Regions from separate parts of the Pan troglodytes genome. Here region 1 is linked to region 2. The links are chromatin contacts, called in public HiChIP or PLAC-seq maps. All regions are on one chromosome and are shown on one strand. Each heading gives the region's core, a stretch centred on a gene start, on an enhancer-like site or on the middle of the called end of the contact. The rest is flanking DNA. Distances are from core to core; before and after follow the strand shown.

Region 1 (4,140 bases), core at 576-3,075, 290 kb after region 2:
AAAGTGGTTTCTCATAGTGGTTTTCATTTGCATTTTTCTGATGACTAATGATGTTGGCCATCTTCTTATGTGCTTACCAATTATTTGCATATCTTCTCTGGAGAATAATCTATTCAGATCCCTTGCCTATTTTAAAATGGGATTATTTGTCTTTTTGTTATTGACTTGCAGGAGTTATTTATAAATTTTGGATAAGTAGACCTTTGTCAGATACATATGATTTGCAAATATTTTATTCTATTATGTGGGTTGTCTTTTCATTTTCTTGATAGTGTCCTTTTGTTACAGGAAAGGGGTCCCAATCCAGACCCCAAGAGAGGGTTCTTGGATCTCACACAAGAAAGAATTCAGGGGGAACCCATAAAGTGAAAGCAAGTTTATGAAGAAAGTAAAGAAATGAAAGAATGGCTACTCCATAGACGGAGCAGCCCCAAGGGCTGCTGGTTGCCCATTTTTTATGGTTATTTCCTGATGATATGCTAAACAAAGGGTGGATTATTCATGCCTCCCCTTTTTAGACCATATAGGGTAACTTACTGACATTGCCATGGCATTTGTAAACTGTCATGGTGCTGGTGGGAGTGTAGCAGTGAGGATGACCAGAGTTCACTCTCGTGGCCATCTGGGTTTTGGTGGGTTTTAGCCCGCTTCTTTACTGCAAGCTGTTTTATCAGTAAGATCTTTATAACCTGTATCTTGTGCCGATCTCCTATCTCATCCTGTGACTTAGAATGCCTAACTGTCTGGGAATGTAGCCTAGTAGGTTGCTCAGCCTTATTTTACTGAGCCGCTACTCAAGATGAAGTTGCTCTGGTTCAAACGCCTCTGACATTTTGAAGCACAAAAGTTTTTAGTTTTGGTGAATCCAATTTATGTGTTTTTTTCCTTTGATGCTTGTGCCTTTGGTTTCATATCTAGGAAACTATTGCCTAATCCAAGTTCACAAATGTTTACTCCTACATTTTCTTCTAAGGTTTTTTTTTTTTTTTTTTTTTTTTGAGACGGAGTCTCACTCTGTCGCCTAGGCTGGAGTGCAGTGGCGCGATCTTGGCTCACTGCAAGCTCCGCCTCCCGGGTTCATGCCATTCTCCTGCCTCAGCCTCCCGAGTAGCTGGGACCACAGGTGCCCGCCACCATGCCCGGCTTATTTTTTGTATTTTTAGTAGAGACGGGGTTTCACCATGTTGGTCAGGCTGGTCTCGATCTCCTGACCTCGTGATCCACCCGCCTCGGCCTCCCAAAGTGCTAGGATTACAGGCGTGAGCCACCGCACCCGGCCTTCTAAGGGTTTTATAGTTTTAGTTCTTACATTTAGGTCGTTGATCCATATTTAGTTAATTTTTGCATATGGTGTGAGAAAGGAAGGGTATAATTTTAATTCCTGCTTAGCCTGACGATAATCATAATCACGTGACCCTTGGTAAGTTCTTGCACCTAAGTCTCAATTTCCTTATTTGTAAAGTGAGAATAACAAATGGTAGCTAAATCATAAGCTTACAGTGAAGATAGAAAATTTACGTAGAGCATTTATCACACTGCTTGAAGCATCCTAACTACTCAATAAATGCGGTCGGTGTTACAGTTATAACATGAGCGATGAATGCGTGCTTCCACAGTGGAGTGCCAGAAAGACCGGCAGCATTTCTGAGAAGGTAAACGGGAGGAAGTAGGCTTGCTTAGTCCACTTAGAGAAGCAGGTCTGGGATTGTTGTGAGAGTCTCTGTCCTAGGTAGACCACTGCCTCATGATCCCCTCTAGAGATTGGTAAAAATTCGAATTCTCGGGCCCCATCAGAACTACTGAAAAGAGCCTCCTGTGGGCACAGGGCTCGCAGTGGTGGGGGTGACGATGGTCGCGCCGGCAGCGCCGCCTTGGGCCTGCGGGAGGCGCCCGAGAGGCAGGGGCGACCACGGCGGCTGCGCAGAGTCCTCCCTATGCCGGCGGCCGCAGCAGCGGGATCCGCCTGGCTCAGCTGACAGCTCCCGAGAACGGAAGAGGCGGCGCGCCGGTTGAGCAGGGCGTCTCTAGGCCTGGTCGGCTGGCGGCGGTGAGTGGGCCCCAGGCAAGGGCGGAGGGCGGAACTTTGGGGTTCGGCACTGCCGGGCGGCCGGAAGGTACGGTGGGGATAGCTCTCGGGGCGCGCGAGGCAGAGAAGGGGACCGGGCTGGGACTGTACACTGGGCCTCAGTCCCTCAAATCCGGGACCGGGCGTCCGCAGCCCGGCTGGCTGGGACTCCCTTCGGGACGCTGAGGAGGAAGGGGAAGGTGTGGGCCCTGCTCCTTCGGAACGCCCCAGGCTGGCCAGCAGCTCACACACCCGCATTGCGCCCTCTGATCCCAGCGTTGGGGCGGATAGCTAGCCTTGGGCCTGCCCCTGTTTTTGGGCAGTCGCCCAAACGACGCCGCACGCCAAGTGGCGAGCTGAACCCAGACTAGGACACCCGAAGACCAAATGGATAGAATGAGAAGGAAATGGGGGTTAGCAACCTGAATTGAGGTACTGGATTCCAAGTGACAGCTTCACAAGCTGAAATCTTGTAGGGTAGGTCATGAGGAACTGTTGAAACTGCTTGGAGTAGAAGTTCTTAGCCCTGGCTGCATATTGGAATCGCCTGGAGAACTTGGAAAACTACTGAGGCCTGAATTAATTGTTCTAGGGTGTGGCCTGGGTATTGAGATTTTAAAAAACAGCTCCTCAGAAGATTCTAATGTGCAGTCAGATGCAGAACACTAACCTAAAACCATAAACTGCATGAATGAATCTCTCATCCCATTTGCAAATGTTTTAACAGGAAGAAACAAAAAGCTTAATTCAATTAGCACCATATACTCCCACCTAGTAAAATAAAACAATGTGAAAGGACCTAATACAGTACATAGTAGGTGCTCAATTAATGTAAATTGATTCTGAATCTCATTCTTATCTCATTTGGGAGTTACACATCCGAGAATCTGGTTTTTAATTATGGTTTTGTATATAGTATTTTTGCATATAATTTTAGGGTGTTGATAGTATTCTCCATAACCCATCTATAGACCACACTCCCTTTTCCCCTCACCCCAGTGAAGAAGCCTAGCTCTAAAGCATTTAGAATAAAACTTAAAAGTTTGTGTTTGTGTACTCTTGTTTTAAGTATTTTTCTGTTACCAAAATTAACCTTGAGTGCCACTGGCAGGGTTAATTCATGAACAAGAGAGGAAAAACTGGAGGGGAATGGCAAATGAAGGAATACAAGAAGCAGAAGAGGAAAGGAGAAAAAAACAAAACAAAAAACAAACTGAAGAGGTTGTTTGTTATGGGGCATGGTGTCCTGTACTTTCATATGACCTTGGTGTTCCTCCTTAGCTCCTCCCATAGCTGAGGGCAGACAGATAAAAAGTCCTCAGTCATTGCTGGGGACATGCAAATACTCCTTTAACCACATGGCTCAGTTAGCCTGCCCTAGGAGAGTAACATGCACCTGTAGATTAGGATTGGCTATATGTTAGGATATGTTTGACTTAAGCGGTGATCATGGAAATTCAGAATTTTAATTTGGAGAGGGTCCTAACACCATCTTTTGTATTTATTTTCTGCAGATGGCAGGATTTTCATAATATATGTAGTATGAGTTCCACATCTTGGCCTCTTACCCAGCTGCAGCAGTCTCAGCTCCACCAGTTAGAGAATAAATGGGATTTGCATGAACTCCACTCTGAGCTGAAATACAGACTGCGGTGTTAATATCCTTTTCTTCTGATTGTTATTAACAGGTACTAACTGACCTCAAGTAGAACATGTAATTGTGTCTTAGATAGGGATGCAGCTTAAGCAGAGCCATGAACTAACATCTCCTAGAAAAAAAGTGTTTTTTGAAAATGAAATCATTTTAAATTTCATAGTATGACCTTTTAGAATGTAAAAAATCCTAACTTTTTACTTATGTACATTTTAATTAAAAATATTTTAGTTGTGAGGGAGGATATTTGCAAATGCAATTGTAGTTCAATATTTTAATTGACTGGTAGTTTTGTTTTATTAAAATGATTTTTGTAAATTCTCATTGCATATTTTTTCCACATTTAAATTATCTGAAATTGCTGTATCTTTCAGTTGATGCTATTTTAAAAAACATTGATTCATACTTTATTTTTTGAGAC
Region 2 (4,142 bases), core at 439-2,938:
GGACAGTGAGCACCAGCCTCCAATCTTCCTCCAAAGAAAGATGCTGAAAGGCCTGCGATCTGGAAGCAGAGCCATCCCAGAACAACAGCAATGGCTCTCTACTTAGGGAAGGGACTTCATTTGAAGTTAAGGAAACTGAGGCCCAGAGAGGGGAAGGGGCTTGCCCCAGGTTCACAGTAAGTCAGTGCTAGAGTTGGCCCCTCAGTTCCTGCCCACCCTGGGTCTGGGTCAAAGCTCTGCTCCTGCCTGACTGCACATCCAACTGAGTAAGCATGGGACAAGATGCTAGAATGCTGTGGGGCACAGTGGGATAGGGAGATGCAGAGGAGGGGCCAATGATGTGGCCAATCAGCTCTGGAGTAAGGTGGGGAGAGGGGCAGCCTAGATAGGAGGAAGGAGGTGCAGACGCCCCCTCCCTCTTGTTTCCAGAGCCGATGTATGCAGGCCTGCCATCCTAATCCTGGTTGTTCCCAGTCCCTCCTCCCCTTCCACCTATTGTCTCTGCTCAGACTTCCTTCCTGTCCCTCCAGCCCTGGCCGCCTCCACATCCTGCCTGCTTTGGTCAGGCTGCCGGGAGAGCCCTAACCAGTCCTAATGTGTGGGGTCCCGGCCCTGGGTGGAGGCTAATTGAAGAATAAGGATGGGGATGGAGAACCAGGCCAGAGAGATGAGGCCTGACCTCTGGTCAGGGGTACTCCAGAGGCTTCTGGACTCTTTGCCCACCGGCAGCATGTTCACATGCTGTTCACCTGTGTGTGCACATGCCCTGTAGCGATTTGGCAGTGTGAAATGCCATCCCCCCACCTCTGCTTTCTCCAAGCCTTCCTTTTCTGAGCTTGCCTTTTCCCTGCTCATTCCCTTGGGCTCAGGTCTCTGTGCTCTGTCCCCCTTCCACCAGCCTGACCCCGACCCTGACCCTGGTCTATTTCATAGACCTGTCTCTAATTCTGTGGCCCCTGAGTTTTATCTCTGCCTTGTCACTGTCCCTGCCCCATTCCATCTCAACCTCTCAATTCTTCTTTGTCCCTCTCCTTGTCCCACCCTGTTTTGCTCTCTGTCATTAAGCTTGTCCTTGACTCAGTCTACAATTCTAACCAGATCTTGAGTTGTATCTGTGTCTCTGTCTGCCTCTGAGCCTGGGTTTCTGTCTTCCGCCTCGGCCTAGGCTCTCTCCCTGTTACTCTTGTGCTCTGTCGATGACCAGGACGCCCTCTCCGTCCCAGCATCACTGCTGGCCTCCCTCTGCCTCTCTCCAGCTGGGCCTCATTCCCAAGCCAGGGCCCGCGTGCTGAGCCTCGGGCCCTGACTCAGGGCCCGGTTTCCCGGTGACTCAGGCCGGGCTCGACAGCACGGGGCTGGGAGCTGAGGTGCTCGCGGGACAGGAGTGGCGGGGGCGGGGCGGGCAGTGGCGGGCAGCGCAGGCTGCGACGAGGGAGGGGGCGAGGAGGGATGAGGCAGAGGCCGGGCAGCAGGAGGGAGGGGCGGGTCGTGGCAGGGATGGGGAGGGCCGCCGGCGCCGAGGGGGCCTGGGAGCCCACGAAGGCCCTCGAGAAGGTGATGGGGAGGAGTCTGGGAAGCAGGGACCCGGGGGGCGCGGGGATCCTCACCTCACTACGCGGCCGCCGTCCGCTCGCGGGTGCCCGCCGCTCGTCCGAGGTTCTGGGTCCCGCCGCGCCGGCCCCGCCTCCCCTCTGCCCTCCCTCGACGGGCCCAGCCCCGCCCCGCCCGGCCGGTTCCCTCCGCGGGGCCCCGGCCACTCCTTGTGCAAGCGCAGGCCTCCAAAGGGTTTGGGCTTCTTGCCCAACCGCCGCGCTTATCTCCGAGTCTGCCCCCAGTCTGCCCTCTCGCAGGCCGAGAAAGGACCAGAACACGTTGGGACGAAGACAACCTCAGGGAGAGGGACAAAGAGGCAGAGACCGGGACGGAGATTGGGACGGAGGTAGAAACTGAGAAAGGGAGAGTGCCAGGGACGGCTTTGCATCCTCTCCGCTGCTCCCATGCCCTCCAGTCCTGCCAAAAGGGAGGAGGAAAGGTCGAGCCCTAATCCCCCAGGGCACCTCTCCCACGCCCAGAAGGGTGGCTGGACCCTGGCAACTAGTTTAGTGTGGGGACGGAAGCTGGACATCCAGAATTGAGACTTGGCCTGGGCAACAAGCGCAGAGGCCCAGCAGAGGGGTACCCGTCTGTTTCTCCCCACTTCCATCCCCAAGGGCCCGGCCTAGGTTCCTTCGAGGGATGAAGGTCCGCAAGGCACATCCCTACTTCCAAACCAAGGTTTGGGGCTGCCTTTTTGGGACAGGCGGACGCCCTGCAAGCTCAGTGACCAAGCAAGCAGCTGTTTCATTCATGGGAGAAGCCGCCCCTTCTCCCCAACTCCCACCCTAAAATTTCAGGGGGGATGCCGGGGAGGCCTGAGGAGGAATGGCCCTTCTCTCCTTCGCTAATCTTGCCGGAACCCCGGTCCTGGAGCCTGTCTCCCGGGGGCGGAGGCACTTCCCTCTCTGAGCAGGACCAGTGTTTGGGTTGGGGGGGGGGGTGTTTGTGTGTGTGTGTGTGTGTGTATGTGTGTATGTGTGTATGTGTTGGGGGTGGCGGGGGCGCTGGCCGGCTGTGTTTTCCTGTTTGTATGAGAGGAAGTTGGCTGTGAGTCAGCAGACACAGGAACTGTCAGTAGCTAGGGGAAGACCCCTGCCTCAGGGGAAGAAGAGGGGAGTGGGAGGAAGTGGTTCCCACCTCTTCCAGCTGCCTCAGCTAGGGGAGGGACTGTCATCTTCAGCCTACTGGAGCCCCACTTTCCCGGCCTTCCCTTTGAGAAAGAGAATTATAGTAATAAAATAATAATTGCAATAGCCATAATAAGGGCTACCAATTATTGAGAGCTGACTGTGCTCCAGGATCTATGTAAACATTGCTTTGCAAACTTTAATCCTCACAAATATCCCTACAAATAGGAAATTTTATCACCTCTATTTTACATATAAGGAGACAGGGAGCATTAAATAACTTGCTCAAGACTCTGCAGCTAGAAAATAGCCAACCCTCCAAGTCTATATCTATAACTACCATGCTCACCTACCACCCTGGACAGGACCCCTGCACCATGTCCTTTTTTTCGGATGGGCAACTGTGGTGGCAGTGAGAATGCTCCTCACAGATCTTACACTGTGAGGAGTGAAATTAACCAATGGCCCCAGCTGCTTCTCTCTGAAATCTAAGGCCAGCTTCCCACTGGGCTGCTCCCAGCCAGTGACAGAGCTCAGCAGAGATCCTAAGGCAGACCCATTCCTGGGAGATAGGGGACTCCTTTGACAGCTGACTTTGGATCAAGATTTCCCAATGGCTTTGCTGAACTTTCCTTTGACTGGTGTTTTAGGATGCTCCTCTCAACCTTTATTCCTTCTCTCTCTCCTTCACAGCTCTCCTAGCTCCAGGCTCCCTTCCTCTCTCACAGGCATCTCCCCTAGTCAAATCCTTGCATTCTGCCTTGGCAGCTTCTTCTTTAAGGGACTCAGACTAACCCAGCAAAATAAGGGAGCAGGAAAAGACAGTAAAGGGCACAGGGAGTTTTGAGGAATGGATGCCGGGGAGTTTGGGTCAGGGGCTAGATGCAAGAGTTCTGAACCTTTTTGTGCCATGTTCTCCTTTGGCAATACGGTAAAGTATGTGGCCTCATCTCAGAATAATATTTTAAAATGCATAAAATAAAATATATAGGATTACAAAGGAAACCAATTATGTTGTAATACACATATAAAACCGATGTGATATAGTAATATATGTGCTTATTTATTAATGCTTTAAATAAGATCTAGTGGTAGGTTGATACCTCACATAACTTTGATGCAGTGATGAGCATAAATGGTATTTCAAAAGATCTGCAATATTGTAATATGATATAAAAATATATGTGATTTCTACTGGTGACAAAGCCATAGTTATGGCTAAAATGACTGGTTTGTTGCTATTGTCATAATTGGAGGAAATGTTAAATTTCAGCTAGAGATTAGTGAAAGTAATATTCTTTTCCCATCCAAGTCCACTGACTCCAAGTTAAGGACACCAATGCCAGATGATGGGGCAGAGCCACAGAGAGGGAGACCTGGCTTCCTCCCTCAGACCCCACTTCCCTTCTTTGGCTCAAT

What was found. HiChIP or PLAC-seq counts read pairs in DNA pulled down with a chosen protein or histone mark.
Region 1: a contact with region 2 is called in an H3K4me3 HiChIP or PLAC-seq map of stem cell-derived excitatory neurons, with 7 times the contacts expected there. The contact joins the promoter of RNF14 here to the promoter of ARAP3 in region 2. A contact is called at or near these places in 1 of 7 Hi-C or Micro-C datasets (induced pluripotent stem cells) and 1 of 1 datasets of contacts at active chromatin or transcription factors (stem cell-derived excitatory neurons).

The regions. Positions count from the first base shown.
Region 1 is chr4:139,688,953-139,693,092 of NHGRI_mPanTro3-v2.0_pri, forward strand. It overlaps RNF14 (ring finger protein 14), which reads left to right and starts at 1,826. Exons shown (of 12, transcript XR_008548090.2): 1 at 1,826-2,047; 2 at 3,580-3,753.
Region 2 is chr4:139,401,245-139,405,386 of NHGRI_mPanTro3-v2.0_pri, forward strand. It overlaps ARAP3 (ArfGAP with RhoGAP domain, ankyrin repeat and PH domain 3), which reads right to left and starts at 1,689. Exons shown (of 33, transcript XM_009449832.5): 1 at 1,608-1,689.